Regions from separate parts of the Sus scrofa genome. Here all the other regions are linked to region 1. A link is a contact called in public Hi-C and HiChIP or PLAC-seq data. All regions are on one chromosome and are shown on one strand. The core of a region is the stretch at or near the end of the contact, and the rest is flanking DNA. Distances in the headings are between cores, read along the strand shown.

Evidence for each region. Hi-C and Micro-C count contacts between places; a contact is called where the count stands out from the background. HiChIP or PLAC-seq counts read pairs in DNA pulled down with a chosen protein or histone mark.
Region 2: a Hi-C map of liver shows a contact between it and region 1, with 3 times the contacts expected there. The contact joins the promoter of ERN1 here to the promoter of SMARCD2 in region 1. A contact is called at or near these places in 5 of 47 Hi-C or Micro-C datasets (alveolar macrophages, embryonic fibroblasts, liver and 1 more) and 2 of 2 datasets of contacts at active chromatin or transcription factors (alveolar macrophages and skeletal muscle).
Region 3: an H3K27ac HiChIP or PLAC-seq map of alveolar macrophages shows a contact between it and region 1. The contact joins the promoter of LIMD2 here to the promoter of SMARCD2 in region 1. A contact is called at or near these places in 2 of 5 promoter capture datasets (fetal skeletal muscle and liver), 2 of 47 Hi-C or Micro-C datasets (both in blood) and 1 of 2 datasets of contacts at active chromatin or transcription factors (alveolar macrophages).

What each region holds. Positions count from the first base shown.
Region 1 is chr12:15,089,721-15,094,346 of Sscrofa11.1, forward strand. SMARCD2 (SWI/SNF related, matrix associated, actin dependent regulator of chromatin, subfamily d, member 2) reads left to right here and starts at 2,206. Exons shown (of 13, transcript NM_001244252.1): 1 at 2,206-2,497. The coding sequence starts at 2,282.
Region 2 is chr12:14,879,671-14,884,296 of Sscrofa11.1, forward strand. ERN1 (serine/threonine-protein kinase/endoribonuclease IRE1) reads left to right here and starts at 2,243. Exons shown (of 22, transcript XM_005668695.3): 1 at 2,243-2,488. The coding sequence starts at 2,438.
Region 3 is chr12:15,223,486-15,228,111 of Sscrofa11.1, forward strand. It overlaps LIMD2 (LIM domain containing 2), which reads left to right and starts at 1,865. Exons shown (of 5, transcript NM_001244711.1): 1 at 1,865-1,957; 2 at 2,694-2,788; 3 at 2,974-3,018; 4 at 3,098-3,237; 5 at 3,313-4,212. The coding sequence starts at 2,747. The coding sequence ends at 3,472.

The DNA of each region.
Region 1 (4,626 bases), core at 956-3,455:
TGATCAGATTTGCCATCTTGGGATAAAATTGGCAGGTAGGATGGGGTGGAATGGCCTATTAGCAGAGAAACCAACTGGATGAGTTATGGAAGAGATTCTGAGGACCTGACTTAAGATGGGTAGGATGGACCCAAGAGAGATTTAGGAGATAAAACCAATAGAACTTGATGACTGAGACTCAGGGAAAGTAAGAGAAGGAAGAGTTTCAAGAATAAGCTTTCTGTAATTTTTTTTTTTTTTTTTTGCTTTGGGCTTTTGGCTTTTAGTTGCAGGAACCCTGGGCATCTCTTTGGGTCACTCTGTCTTCTGTGGCTCTCAGTGTTCTACAAGACCAGTTTGAATGTCTCAGCAAGGCAGGGTTGGCTCTTTCTTATGCCTTTAATCAAGATAGACATAGGGGAAGAAACTGGGAGGGAAGACAATGAGATAGTGATTTTGGACAAATGGGTTTAAATGACCTACAGAGGATCTAGCAGGGAGTTGAAATATGGATCTACAGGGAGGATTGTATCACAATGACCTGGGGGATCTTTTTAAAAATAGAATACTGGGAGCCATTGCTGTGTGTGTGTGTGTGTGTGTGTGTGTGTGTGTGTGTGTGTGTGTGTGTGAGTGAGTGAAGGGGTGGTTTGGCAGGGATATTTTGAAATAGCTCCCCAGGGGATTTACCCCTACTTCCTCTGGAATTACTGTTGCTCTAGCAGCTTGAAAGGGTTGAAATGGACATAAACGCTTTGTCATGAATTCTTTACCCACTTTACAAGCCGGAGAGAGGGGCCCTGGTTCAATGACTGGAACAATTCTAGTGGTCTTCTCAGACTGACAGGTAACCCACTTTTAGGGAGAAAGAGGAGAGGGATCCCTGAGAAGACCAAGAGGCAGGAAAGCAGCAGCAAAAGCAGGGTTTATCACTGGAGGAAAGATACCAGGAAGTACAGATGAGCAAAACTGACTAAAAATGGTTGCTCTATAAATGTGGAACGCTGTGGGGCAAGTCTTGGTTGGGGATGAAAACAAAGGAGAGGATTTGTATGGTAAAAAAGTCTATCTTGGATACTTAAAAAGTGTAGTCTGAGTAACAACAGCATTGCTCAGGAGCTTGTTAGGAATGCAGAATCTTGAGCCTACCCTAGAACCCAGGCCTACTGAAACTTAATCTGCATTTTTAACAAAAGCCTCAGATGTTTCTTATGCTCCTTAAAGAAGCACTGGTCTGTATCATGGGGAAAAAAAATCCCAGAATGTCAGAGGGGCTCCCTGGCACAGCTGAAGCAGCTTTATTTTGCATACCTGCTAACACAGATCTGATTTCCGAAAAGGTATTAAGTTTTTGAATAGTGCTTTAAATCCTGGAGAAAGACCTTATTTAACTTAGGGGTTTCTCATAATGCAAACTTCCTTCTCCTAGAAACATTTCCTCTGGAGTAAAGTATTAGAATTCCTTAAAGTGAGGCAGAGGCACGTTCGAAATATGCGATAAAAACTTGGCGCTTGGCCAAGTCCACTCTTCGCACAGCTGCATAGGGTCTGGAGCAGCCAAGTCTCTTGACAGCTCTGAGCCACTAGGATGGGCTTTTAGAGTCACGCTGGCGGCTGTTCTGCCGCAGAAAGCAGCTTTAAGTTGTCTGTAATGTTAAAACGTAGAAAGGAGCTCTGACAACTATTTTCAGGGACCGAGGCTGGGTACCTCGGCGAACCAGCCGCAAGGGGGGAAGAGAGCAGCAACTACCCGTTTACTACAGTAGTGCTAGTGACCTTCGACCTCTGACCTTCTGCATTTCTTGAGTTGCTTCCGCCCCCTCCCCTCCAGTGGAGGGCCGGCCCAAGGGTATGGGCGGGGCTCCGGGGACCGGCGGTTAGAGGCGGTGCCTGTAGGGGGGCGGGTCTCGCGAGGGCGGTATTTGAGGGGGCATCCTCGCATTGGCCAGCTGGGTATAGGCGGGGCCTAGCGCTGGGCTGGGTTAGGCGGGGGAGGGAGTTAACTGCAGCTTCTGGGTAACTGGACGCTGGCGTTGAAACCTCCAGAGACCGGCGAAGGCTAGCGGGCCCGTAGCGGATCCCGGATCCGGAATTTCCCGGGCAGGACCGGAATCAAGACCGGCCCGGCCCCAAACTGGGTTTGTGAGGAACTCGCGAACTTGGATTAGGAAATCCCGGAACCCGGATCAACAAACCCCAGAACCCGGAATTTAGATCGGAAAGTCCCGGACCGCGGAGCGCGGAGCGAACTCAGCGCGGAGCCCGGAGCCCGGATTGAGACACCGCGGGACGGGACGGAGCGATGTCGGGCCGTGGCGCGGGCGGGTTCCCGTTGCCCCCGCTGAGCCCTGGCGGCGGCGCGGTTGCCGCGGCCCTGGGAGCACCGCCTCCGCCAGCGGGACCCGGCATGCTGCCCGGACCGGCGCTAAGGGGGCCGGGGCCGGCTGGAGGCGTGGGGGGCCCGGGGGCCGCCGCCTTCCGCCCCATGGGCCCCGCGGGCCCCGCAGCACAGTACCAGGTGAGGAGGGCTGAGGGGCGGGCGGCGCCGCGAGCACACTCGGGTAGGGGGCGAAAGAGGCCTCGAGTGAGGGTCCTGGAGCAGCCTTCCTGACAGAGGGCACAGGGGCTCTGCATGCGGAGTTCACGGGGCACTGTGCGGGGCAAAGCCAGGGACTCTGGGGCTCGGCTAGGTGGTTGCGGAGGAGTTAGGGGAGAAGGTAAGAGCGACTCTCGGGTGAAGGGTTTGAAGCTGTTGGGAGGGTGTGAGGTCTTGGAACAGGGGTTCTGAGTAACTGAGAGATGGAGGAGTTGTTGGAGCTAGTGAATTGTAGGCGGGTGGCTTGAGAAGTCTAGTGTAGATTCTCCGCAATGGGGTCCTGGGAAGTGATGAGAAAGTTTTGGAAAAGGGCCCTCACTGAGAAACCAGGGTTACCCTACATTGGTCTTGGTCCTACTCCAAGGCTGCTCTTTTTTCTCTAGTTGGGAACTGGCAGAGTTTTAGCGTGTCTGAGATGGCTCCCAGCTGCTGAGGAGGAAGAAGGGCCTGGCTTCCCACCGACAGGAGGTGGAGGATAGGACCAGCGATTCCAGCCTGTGCAGGGGGAGTCTACTCCTGGGTCATGCGCAGGGGCCTTCACACAGGGGTGACTCTGGGTTAGACCAGAGAGGGTGGTGGCTAGGCCTGAGAAAGGAGGGAAACCCAGCCCATTCTGGACAGACTCTCTTTGGCTTTCTGCCTGGTGTCACAGTGTCCAGGAGTTGATTAGTCTGGGGGAGCATAGAGGCTCCAGTGAGCCTTGCTGGTCTGGGGCTGGAGGAGCCTGTGAGAGTTGCTTCAAAGGGTTCTGTCCTTACCTCTTTGGTGCTTGGCTTTGCAGAGGGCTTCTTGGGTTGCAGCTTCAAAGGCCATGGAGATGCAGAGACTCCATTCTTGGGGTCAGTGTGTGAGGAACTCAGCCTGACCCTGGGGTTGGGGCTTACCAGCCCCCAAGTTCATTGTTTCTGGTTGCCCCAGAATGCTTAGGAATTGTGCCCATTCTTTTCCTACCCTCTGTCCACTTTTTTTTTTTTTGTCTTTTGTCTTTTTAGGCCTGCACCCGCGGCATATGGAGGTTCCCAGGCTAGGGGTCGAAGCAGAGCTGCAGCTGCCAGCCTACATCAGAGCCGCAGCAACGCCAGATCCGAACCATGTCTGCCACCTACACCACAACTCATGGCAATGCCAGATCCTTAACCCACTGAGTGAGGCCAGGGATTGAACCTGCAACCTCATGGTTCCTACTCGGATTCGCTTCCAGTGCACCACAACGGGAACTCCATCCCCACTTTTAATTAGCCTTTTAGGTTCTCACAACGCCATCTGTATCCCAATCCATGTATCCCAGCACTTGACACTGGCTTCTTGCTAATCTCTCAGGGAAGCTAGGAGATTCTCGTGTCTCCAGTAGAGGTCCCCCAAATGGATCCTCATAGAGTAGGGTACACATCCTCCCAGGACCCCTGGGCCTTCACTTTGTAAAGAGATGCTTAACTGGGGACAGTGATTTTTCCCTCTAACTTCTCATTCTCCCTCCACCCTCTAAAGAAAACCTAGGGCCTGGGTATTGATAGAGACAGACCTGGTCCCAGCGGCTCCAGCTGGGATTCATCTTTCCCATCTTGCTCTCCCCCTTGGCCCAAGGTGTCACGGAGGGGTCCCTGCATCTGTCATTCTGGCCCTTGGGCCAGTTAGCTGAGGTGCCTCCCTTTGGGCTGTTGGCCTGGGAGGGATCTAAAGGGCAGATAGGAGCCCCTCCACTTTTCCTCAACCTGCAGCCCATGGGGAATGTGGCCTGGGGAAAACCCCTGAGCAGGTGGCCTCGGGCAAGTGGCAGGGCTGAGCTGGCTGGCTGGGTAGCCCAGGCTACCAGGAGCAAGACCTTGAGGAAGGCACTGAGCCTCTGCTTGTGTGGGCTTCTCCCCATCTCCTGCTTCTCTTCCAGGGACCAGAGGGGCAGTAAAGGTAGATGGGGGGAAGGAGGAGGCAGCTCATCTTGAGTGCAGAGAGGATCCTACTTGGCCTCTTTTCAAGTTCTTTATGTGACTTCCAGGAGAAGAGACTTGAGATCTCAGGAGCAATGGGCACCTCTCTGTTGGGGCTCACGAGGT
Region 2 (4,626 bases), core at 993-3,492, 210 kb before region 1:
TCTGCTTGCATTTAGACACGAAGATGACGCTTTTCAAAATGTGTCTACCACTTTCACCATTGCTCAGCTCCACCCTACTCTGAACCTGCCATGTTGGTTTCTCCAGCATTGGGAGGGATTCGTCCCTAGACCGTGATTCAGGCATATGAGGTTGCCAGTGGGGAACCTCGTCGATGAGACCATACATCTGGTCAGTCCCCCACTACTTCTCTCATTTATTTAGTTGGCCAAGCAAATGGCATGCAGAAGTTCCTGGGCCAGGGATCGAACCCTCACCACAGCAGTGATCGGAGCCACAGCAGTTGCAACACCATGTCCCTAACTGCTAGGAAACTCCTATTTACTTTTAATTATTATAGTTTTATAGCTGCACCTGCAACATATGGAAGTTCCTGGGCCAGGGATTGAATCCGAACCTCAGCAACACCAGATCCTTTAACCCACTGCTCAGGGCTGGGGATCGAATTTGCTGTAGTCAGGTTCTTAACCCACTGTGACAGTGGGAACTCCTATATTTAATTAATTATTATTTTTTTTTTTTTTTTTTTTTTTTTTTTTTTTTTTTTTTTAGGGCTGCACCTGCAGCATGTGGAGGTTTTCAGGCTAGGGGTCTAATCGGAGCTGTAGCCACCGCAGCTGTAGCAACGTCAGATACAGGCTGTGTCTGTGACCTACACCACAGCTCACGGCAAAACTGGATCCTTGATCCACTGAGTGCAGCCAGGGATCGAACCTGCAACCTCATGGTTAGTAGTCGGATTCTTTTCTGCTGCGCCACAATAGGAGCTCCTAATCAATTTTTTATAATTGCAGTACAGTTGCTTTACAATGTTGTGTTGGCTTCAAGTGTATTGCAAAGTGATTCAGATATATACATACAGCCTTGGAGCTCCCGTTATGGCTCAGTGGTTGACGAATCCAACTAGGAACCATGAGGTTGTGGGTTCAATCCCTGGTCTTGCTCAGTGGGTTAAGGATCTGAGCTGTGGTGTAGGTTACAGATGCGGCTCGAATCCCACGTTGCAGTGGCCCTGGTATAGGCTGGCGGCTACTGCTCCGATTAGACCCCTGGCCTGGGAACCTCCATATGCTGCGGATGCGGCCCTAGAAAAGACAGATATATATATATACACAGTCTTTTTCAGATTCTTTTCTGTTATAGGTTATTATAAGATATTGAATATAGTCCTGATTACTTTGCTTTCTCCAGTGTTGCTTACTACTTTCCCCCAAAGCCTGAAAAATCTGTCATATGAGCAAGATGGGAAAAATTAGAGAAGTTGCTATTCTTTTTTCCTTTTTCTCCTAGAATATGGAAATGTTGTGCTCTGAAAATTATTTTATTCTCTCTTGTTACAATGTCCTCTCTCCCTGCTTCCATCTCAGTGGAGGGCGGCATGGGACCCAGGACCAAACAGCTGCCTGTCTCTTTAGATCAGGTTAATAGCCCATAACCTTCAAAAAGACCTTGTATGAGTCCTCAGCAAACCCACTCCCGTGTGGCATATGTCAAGCTTCACATCTACAAATGCCACACAAACACATATGACATCACAGCTGAAATGGTTTCCTTCTTTGCTTGTAATTTTTGGCGAATGAGTTGGCCATGGTTATTCCAAAGGGAACATGGTTGTTGGACATAATTTGAGGGGAATTCCTGAGGGGAAAGAAAGGGAAGAAAGGGGGCTTTAGGCTAAATGAGACACAGCTAGAGCATCCCAGGACTGCGAACTCAGAGACAGCCCTTCGCAGAGCACAAGTTCTGGGTTTGCGGGAATCGCCTGCTAGAGTCTGATCCTCACTCCCGAGCTCGCCAACGATCCCTCCTACTGTCTTCTAAGGCGTGAGGACGAAACAGGGGTTCTGGACACTTGGCATCGCCACACTCCTGCTCTTTCCTGATCAAGTATGACGTAGCAGGTCCCTCGGCGACCGAGCCGCCTGGAGCAGGGGGTGAACCCGCGAGGCGAGGTTGCTGGCCTCCCCTATTCCTCAGACAAGCTCCTTGACTGGGTCACTCAATGTCCCTAGACGCGGGACCGAGGTGTCTGAACGTCCGCTCCCACAGCTGGTGCTGAAGGACCCACGGACAGTCAGAGGGCCGCCCCGCCCATGGCCCCGCCCACCACCACCCCTTCCGCGCTAGCCCCGCCCCAGTCTGCCCTCAGCCCCGCCCCTGAGCCTGGGCCCCGCCCCATCTCAGGGCCATCCTTAGGCTGGGCCCCGCCCCGACCCCGCCCCGACCGGAAGAAGCGCCGGCTCCAGGCTCTTATACGGTGGGGAATGGGGGTGCCGCCACCGCCTAGTCAGCTCTGCGTTCGCTGAATCCCGGCCGCAGCCGCGCTGTCGTCGCGGCGCCCCCGCCCGGTCCTCTGCCCGCCCGCCCGCACCGCCCCTCTGGAGCCGGCCGGCCTGGAGCCAGGGCCGAGTCCTCGCCATGCCTGGCCGGCTGCTTCTGCTGCTGGCGTTGCTGCTGCCCGGTCCCGGGGTGAGTGACCGGGGAGCTTGGGGTGGGGGCAGCGCAGGGAGGGCCGGGGTCCGAGCTGGGAGTACGGTGACGTCGGCGGCGGCGTCCCCTGGCTCGGTGCGCCCCGGCGAGGGCGGCGCCGGGAGCGGAGCGACGGCCTCTGGACCGGCCGAAGTGGCGGCCACGGCCGGCCGCGCCGAGGCGTCCGCCACCCAGGGGCCTCGCGGGCCAGCGCGGCTGTCACCCGCAGCGCCTCCTGGGCCGCGTGCTCTCTGGCGCAACTTTGTGTCGCCCCAGCGGCACCTCTTGTCTCCGGAAGGCCCGGGACCCTTGGGAGCCGCCCCACCTGCCGGACCCTTCCCACAGGTGGGCGCCTGCCCTGCCTGGCGGTGGCCGCGGAGAAAGGGCAGAACGGGCCCTGTAATCAAGGGGGAGAGAATGTGTTGCATTTATTATCCGCGTTTGAACTTTCCAAAATGCAAGAACTTTGGGAAATGAAGGCAGCTGGAAGGGGGTAAGCAGTTTTAGCCCAGACCTTGATTCTGCTTACCTGCTCCAGGTTTCTTGGCATTGGAGGCAGCGGGCTTCCTTTCGGGCAGCAAGCCTTGGTGAAGTAGGTTAAATGGTGGGCGTTGGAGTGTTTTTCAAGACCCCCATATGGGACAGCGGTGAAACCTCTTGGAAACTTCAAACGGAAGGTCTCCACCTCACGGGAGAGCACCATGGGACTGTCTGAAACGTCTTTTCATTTCTTTTCTGGAGAGAAGAGCTGGGTTGCTCTTCTATTTATTTAACTATTTCAGGCCTTTACTCAGGCTGTGGATTTGGGCACCGTGGCTAGGAGGACATTTTGTGGACAGATTTGGCTTTTTTTTTCCCTTCTGGCTGGAAGAACCTAAATGAGCGAGTGGTTTAAAAAAAAAAAAAAGAAAGAAAACAAAACAAGAAACTATTGTTCAGGATGTGGGCATGGCGCACTGGAGCAGGTTCTGTTTAATGACCTCCACTGTGTACTTTCTAATATGGTATATCAGGTACCAGATGTCCAGATGGAGGATTGGCACGTGTGTACCTGAGTGCCACAGCATGAACTTTTCCGAGGTTGTGCATTTTCGGTAAATAATAGTCTGCTCTTGAGGTAACAAGCATTTGGAAACAGCTGAAGTAATGTGAGGCCCCCTTTTTCAAATGCAGCGTGTTTTTTTTTTTTTTAAGGAAAGTTTGTACACACTTCACAATAAAACTCATGTAAGTTCAGTTTCTTATCTAAGAAAAAAAATTCACTTTCACAACTAGGGTCAGGTTTTGAACTTGAACATTTTATCTTGCGCTGGTTAACTGCTGCCTGGCATCTGTTCACAAATAATAATGTAAAGGGAATGACCAAAATGTGTGACCTGAGAGTCATTCCTTCCATATCATCAGGACTTTGTGTGTATGGTTTTCTTTGCCACATCTTTTCATTTGCTAATCTTTCACTGGATTCTCGTGTTTTAGTTTTTGAATAACTTTGGCTAAAGAGCCAAAACTATTTAGCTTTAGTTAGGACTATAGTTTCAGTTCATGTAAATATTTCCAAATTGTATTTAGAAATCCAGACTTCTCTGAGTTCATGGTAAAATAGTCCAGACCCTTATCAAAAGGTTATGTTTTAGTGTAACTACTTTTTAGGGAAAGAGGTCCGAATTTGACTCCGAAGTTGACTACTAGTAAAAATTTCATTCCTCAGCCATAGTGGGAATTATCTTTTAATATTCTTAAGTGAAACCTGTTGCAGGGTTTGCGTTAAGCTGGGCAGCAGTGATGGTGTGCAGAAGGTCCTGGCTGTAAAATGAGGCAAACCTGAGTTCTGTCGGGTCCCTTGCTAGCCGTGCCCTCAGAGTCTTGGAGACTCTGTTTCCTGATCTGTGAAATGGGGACAGCTAACACACGAACACCTGTGACGGGACCTGGTACCTCATAGATGATAATGTGAATTCTTGCTACCCCCAAAGGTGTTTTTTTTCCTAAGTCATCATTTTTAAAATGTTATACTATGCCTAGGCAAAGAACATTTTTGTGATGCTGTTTCTTTGTGATTGATGAAGTAACTGGAGTGCAGTGGAGGCAATATTTTGATTTTCCTTCAGTGTATGTCTGAGCCAGACATTGACTCATCC
Region 3 (4,626 bases), core at 615-3,114, 130 kb after region 1:
GTTTATTTCCAACCGTCCCACTCAGCTCATGTGTGGTTTTTTTTTTTTTCTTTAAACCTCAAGTTCCCTTTTGTTAACACCATTATCAGCTTGTTTTCTTTCCTCTGAACCGCTTGCTTCACCTTGCTGTTAGCTCATCCTCAGCGCCCAGAGTGCTGCTTCCGTGGGCTCCACCCCGCCCTTCAGCCCGGGAACGTCCTGGGCGGGCCGGGGCCTGGGGCCGGGCGGCCGGGGAGTGCCCAGGTGCCAGCCCCGCGCAGCGCAGCTTGTGCCTCCGGGGCCTTCGTCACCTTTCCTGCCTCAGCACAGCCCCTGGGAGAACCTGACGACAGGTGTGGGCGCCTGGCCGGGAAAGATGCTGCCCGGGGCGGGTTTTAGGAGTCTCTCCCCCACACCCGCCGGGGGCCTGCAGCTCAGCCCCAGCGGAAAGCTTCCTGCGGAGAGGGCCCGGAGGCTGAGGAGGAAAGCCAGGCGGGGCGCGGGCGCTGAGGGAGCCGAGGGAGCGGCTGGGGGCTGGGGGCGCCTGTCGCCTCCCGCACTCCCCCGCCAGGCGCCGGGGGCGCCGCGCTGTTCTGTTCCCTGACAAGCGTGTGGGCTGCGCTCTGGAGCCGCCAGTTCTATTCCTGCCACACTGTGGAAACAAGCTATGTTTAGGGCTGTGCTTCGCGCAACAGCTTCCAGCCTGGCATCAGGCACAGCCCAGCAGTCCCTGGTGCCCAGCGGGCAGGTCCCTGGGGTCCTCGCAGAGGCTGTGTTCCCCGCAGGGCCGAGGCTCTGCTCCACAGGTTCCTCCTACGTGCCTCAGACCTGCTGCAGCGCGTGCCGGAGCCCAGGCAGCGGGCTAGGCCAGAGGGCAGCGCGTCAGGAGCCGGGTCGGGGTCAGAAGCCCTGGCCTCTCATGCCAGCCCTGCTGCTCCAGCTTTGGTACTTGGAACAAGTCACTTCACATCCTCAGGTCTCACCCCCCTGTGTCAAGTGGTGTTTGCATGAGCCCAGGTTCGCTTTTTATGAAGGCTGGGAATCTTTCTCTGAAAGAGGTAACCTCACTTCTCTCAGGGGCGGGGGATGACTAAGCCCACAAAGCCCAGGAACGGAAGCGCGGCGGCCGCCCCTCTGGGCGCCAAAGGCGCAGCCTCCCGGGCCCCGGTCTCCGGGGCGGCGGGAGAAGGCTGGAGGGCTGCTGGCCGAAGGAGACTGAACATCGCGGCCCCGGGACCCTCCCTGCGGCGCGGGCCAGGCCTCGCCGCCTCGCGTGGCTGTACCGCGTGCCCGGCCGCTCTGCCTTCTTGGCGGCCGCGCAGGCGCCCCTGGCGTCGGGAGGCCTCCGCGCGCGCGCGAGGGGGCGTGGGAGAGGCGCGGGGTCGCTGGGCGGGCCTCCGGGCCGCCCCCGCGGGTCCTCCGTGCAGCAGGGCCCCTGGAGCGGGAAAATGGAAGCTGCCAGAGGCCCAGGCGCGCCTGGTTATTGTTTTCCGCCGCGGGGGCCTCGCCGGGAGCGCCGTTCATCCCGCGACCCCAGCGTCTCCACCTGGGCTTGCCCCCGCCCCGAGGCCTGCGATGCGGACCCTCGGGCTCGGGTCCCTGCCTCCGTCCGGAGCGGGCCGACGGGGCGGCCGGTTTCGCGAGGCTAGCGAGCGCGAAGCCTTTGGGCGGTGCGGAGCGCCAAAGAGCGCGGGGTCGACGCGGGGGTAGACAAAGGCGAGGGACGCCGAGTGAGGGGAAGACAAAGCGCAGAAAGGGGTCGGCGGCGGCGCGGGGCCCTGGAGGCGGCTCTGGGCGCGGCGGAGCCAATGGGCGGGCGCGGGGCGGGGGCCGGCGGGGGCGGCGCCGTGATAAGGCGCTGGCGGCCGCGGCCGCTCAGGGACCACTGGCAACGGCGGCGGCTCGTTCCCGCGCGCTCCTCGCACCCGCGGCGTCCCCCGGAGACCGACCCCCGCCCCTCGGCACAGGCCGGGGCCCGGTGAGACTCGCGGGCGGGCCGGGGGAGGGGCCGGCATCCGGCTTGCAATCCCGGCGGCCCAGGTGGGGGCTGCGGACGCTGGGGCCGCCGCCCACGGGGTCCCAACGCCGAGCGCTTCAGCCCGTCGCTCTCGCCCGGGGCTGCGAGGCCAGCGTGCGTCCTTCGGGTCGGGCCTCTGGGCCGGGGCGGGGCAGGGGTGCCCTCGGCTGGGTCCGCAAGGGTCCTGAGAGTGGGGGCCGGGGCCGAGGAGCGCGGCGCGCGGGCGGCGGCTTGGCCGCGCCGGGCGGGTGGCCCAGCCCGCGAGCGCTGTCCAGGGGCTGGGCTGGTGGAGCGGGCAGTGCTCGGCCCCGAGCTGGGTGGCGTCGAGCTGGGGTCAGCCCTGGCCCGGCCCGCTCTCTGCTGACCTCCTCTCGCGCCAGGCGAGGTCAGAGCTCGCGGGGCGCTCGGGCGGCTGCGCGGAGCCCTTCCCCCAGCCGCTGCCGCTGACTCTGTTCTTCCCCCGACACATGGTTCCACTCAGGGACCCCTGTTCCCTGGGGAGCTGCGTGGGGGCGGGCTGGCCAAGGGGGGCGGCGGGTGGGTGAGGGGCGGAAGTGGCAAGACCCAGAGCAACAGGAAATGACTTAGGGAAAGTCCCAACCACAGCCCCCCAGCCCCCTGCTGTAAACACCCCCACCCCCACCCTGCGAGCTGGGGAAGGGCTTGTGGGGCCCTCCCAACCGACTTCCCCTTGCAGAACCCTGCGGGTGCCGCGTCTCCACCCGGCGCCTCCATCGCCTCCAACGAGCCATGTTCCAGGCTGCAGGAGCCGCCCAGGCCACCCCTTCTCATGTAGGTGATCAGCCGGGTGGGAGGGCACTCCATCCCCGCAGGTGTCTGGCCTGGGGGTGAACGGGTGAGGAGCAGCCTGTCTCCCTTCCCCTCCTTGATTAAGTGTCCCTGGGATCTGGTCTGGTGATGGTCGTGGGAGGGGGGCCCTTCCTCAGCTGACCCTGCCCCACTGCCCTCTCCCTCAGGAAACCAAAGGCGGCGGAGGAAGCAGTACCGTGCAGCGCTCCAAGGTAGGGCCCTGCGTCTGGCGTGTGCGGGGAGGAAGGGATGGGGGTGGTCAGGTCCCTGATGGAGTCTCTCCTGGAACAGTCCTTCAGCCTCCGGGCCCAGGTGAAGGAGACCTGCACTGCCTGCCAGAAGACTGTGTACCCCATGGAGCGGCTGGTGGCTGACAAGCTCATTTTCCACAACTCTTGCTTCTGCTGCAAGCACTGTCACACCAAGCTCAGGTGCGCCCTTTCCCTACCCCCGCCCTGGCCTTCCGGTCCTGCCCTGTCCTGACCACAGCTGTTCTGCTTCTGCAGCCTGGGCAGCTATGCAGCGCTGCATGGGGAATTTTACTGCAAACCCCACTTTCAGCAGCTGTTTAAGAGCAAAGGCAACTACGATGAAGGCTTTGGCCGGAAGCAGCACAAGGAGCTCTGGGCCCACAAGGAGGTGGACTCCGGCACCAAGACAGCCTGAGGCCCCTCTGGCAGTCCCCTCCCTCCTCCCTCCATAGAGGGCCTGGAGCGGGCAGTTGGAAGGGTGGGAGATTGGACCTTGGGCTTGGTTGGGGCAGGGTGGGAAGGGGATGAGGCCATCTTGCTCAGGCAGGGTTATGGGGACAGGGCTTTGCTCCAGGATTTCTTCTTCTCCCTCAGTAGGCCGGGGTTTGGGAACCAGGATTGGGCTTTGCTCAGCACCCTGCTTCCTGCTTCTTTCAGCCTACCCCACTTCACCCCGTGGCCCCCTTGGGAGGCCCCCAGATTCAGCTTCCCTATCTAGGTGCCTTTTCTCCAGCAAGGAGTCAGCATGCCCTCCTCAGGGTCCTGAGCTCCTCACTGCCACCTGGGGCCCTGGGCAGCCCCCACGTCTCCCCATCTACCTCTGCCCTTAGCCTGGTCCTGAGCCATGGAGAATGGAGGAAGGTGAGCCAGGGTGCGCCCTGCTGGGCCTCTCCAGGTGCCCACCAGGACCCCCCCCCCGGGGAGGGGCGGGAAGGGGAGCAGCCCTGCCCCCCCCCCCAAAAAAAGGTGAGGCAGGGCATGCCCATGTGGGCCTGGGACCATCTTGCACCGCTGAAGAAGCAGAAGCTAAAGCATCCGCCAGGCTGAGAGCCACAAAGACTGGCGGGGAGCTGGCAGGGCCATGCTCCCTCTTCTCCTATTTCTGTTGGTTCTGACTGTTGTGATCAAACCTGTTTTAAAACATGTTTCAACAGATCCTGACTCTGTATTATGTGGCCGGATGGGGGGCTTTGTGACAGGAAGGACACAGACTTGAGGTGACAGGGTCAGCCCAGAGCACGGTGGCTTTGGTGGTGGGGTGTGGCGGTGATGGGTGTCAGAGGCCTATCAGGCAGCCTGAGAAAGGGGGTACGCTTCCCAGGCAGGTCTCCATGCTTTCAGACCCAGTGTTTGCTGACTGAAACTGCTCCTCACCCTTGGGAAGGTCAGGCTGGCAGTGGGTGATGGGGCCAAGCCTTACTGCGCTTGAGGATGTGGGGGTGTGAGACAGAATCTTTTTGCCGAACCCTGCTCTGGACCCCCTGTGCCCTGGGAATCAGGAAGGTGTGGTGGGAACAAGCAGATCCAGTAAGTTCTGTCAGAGGTCTCCCAGTCTGTCCTCTTCCTCCT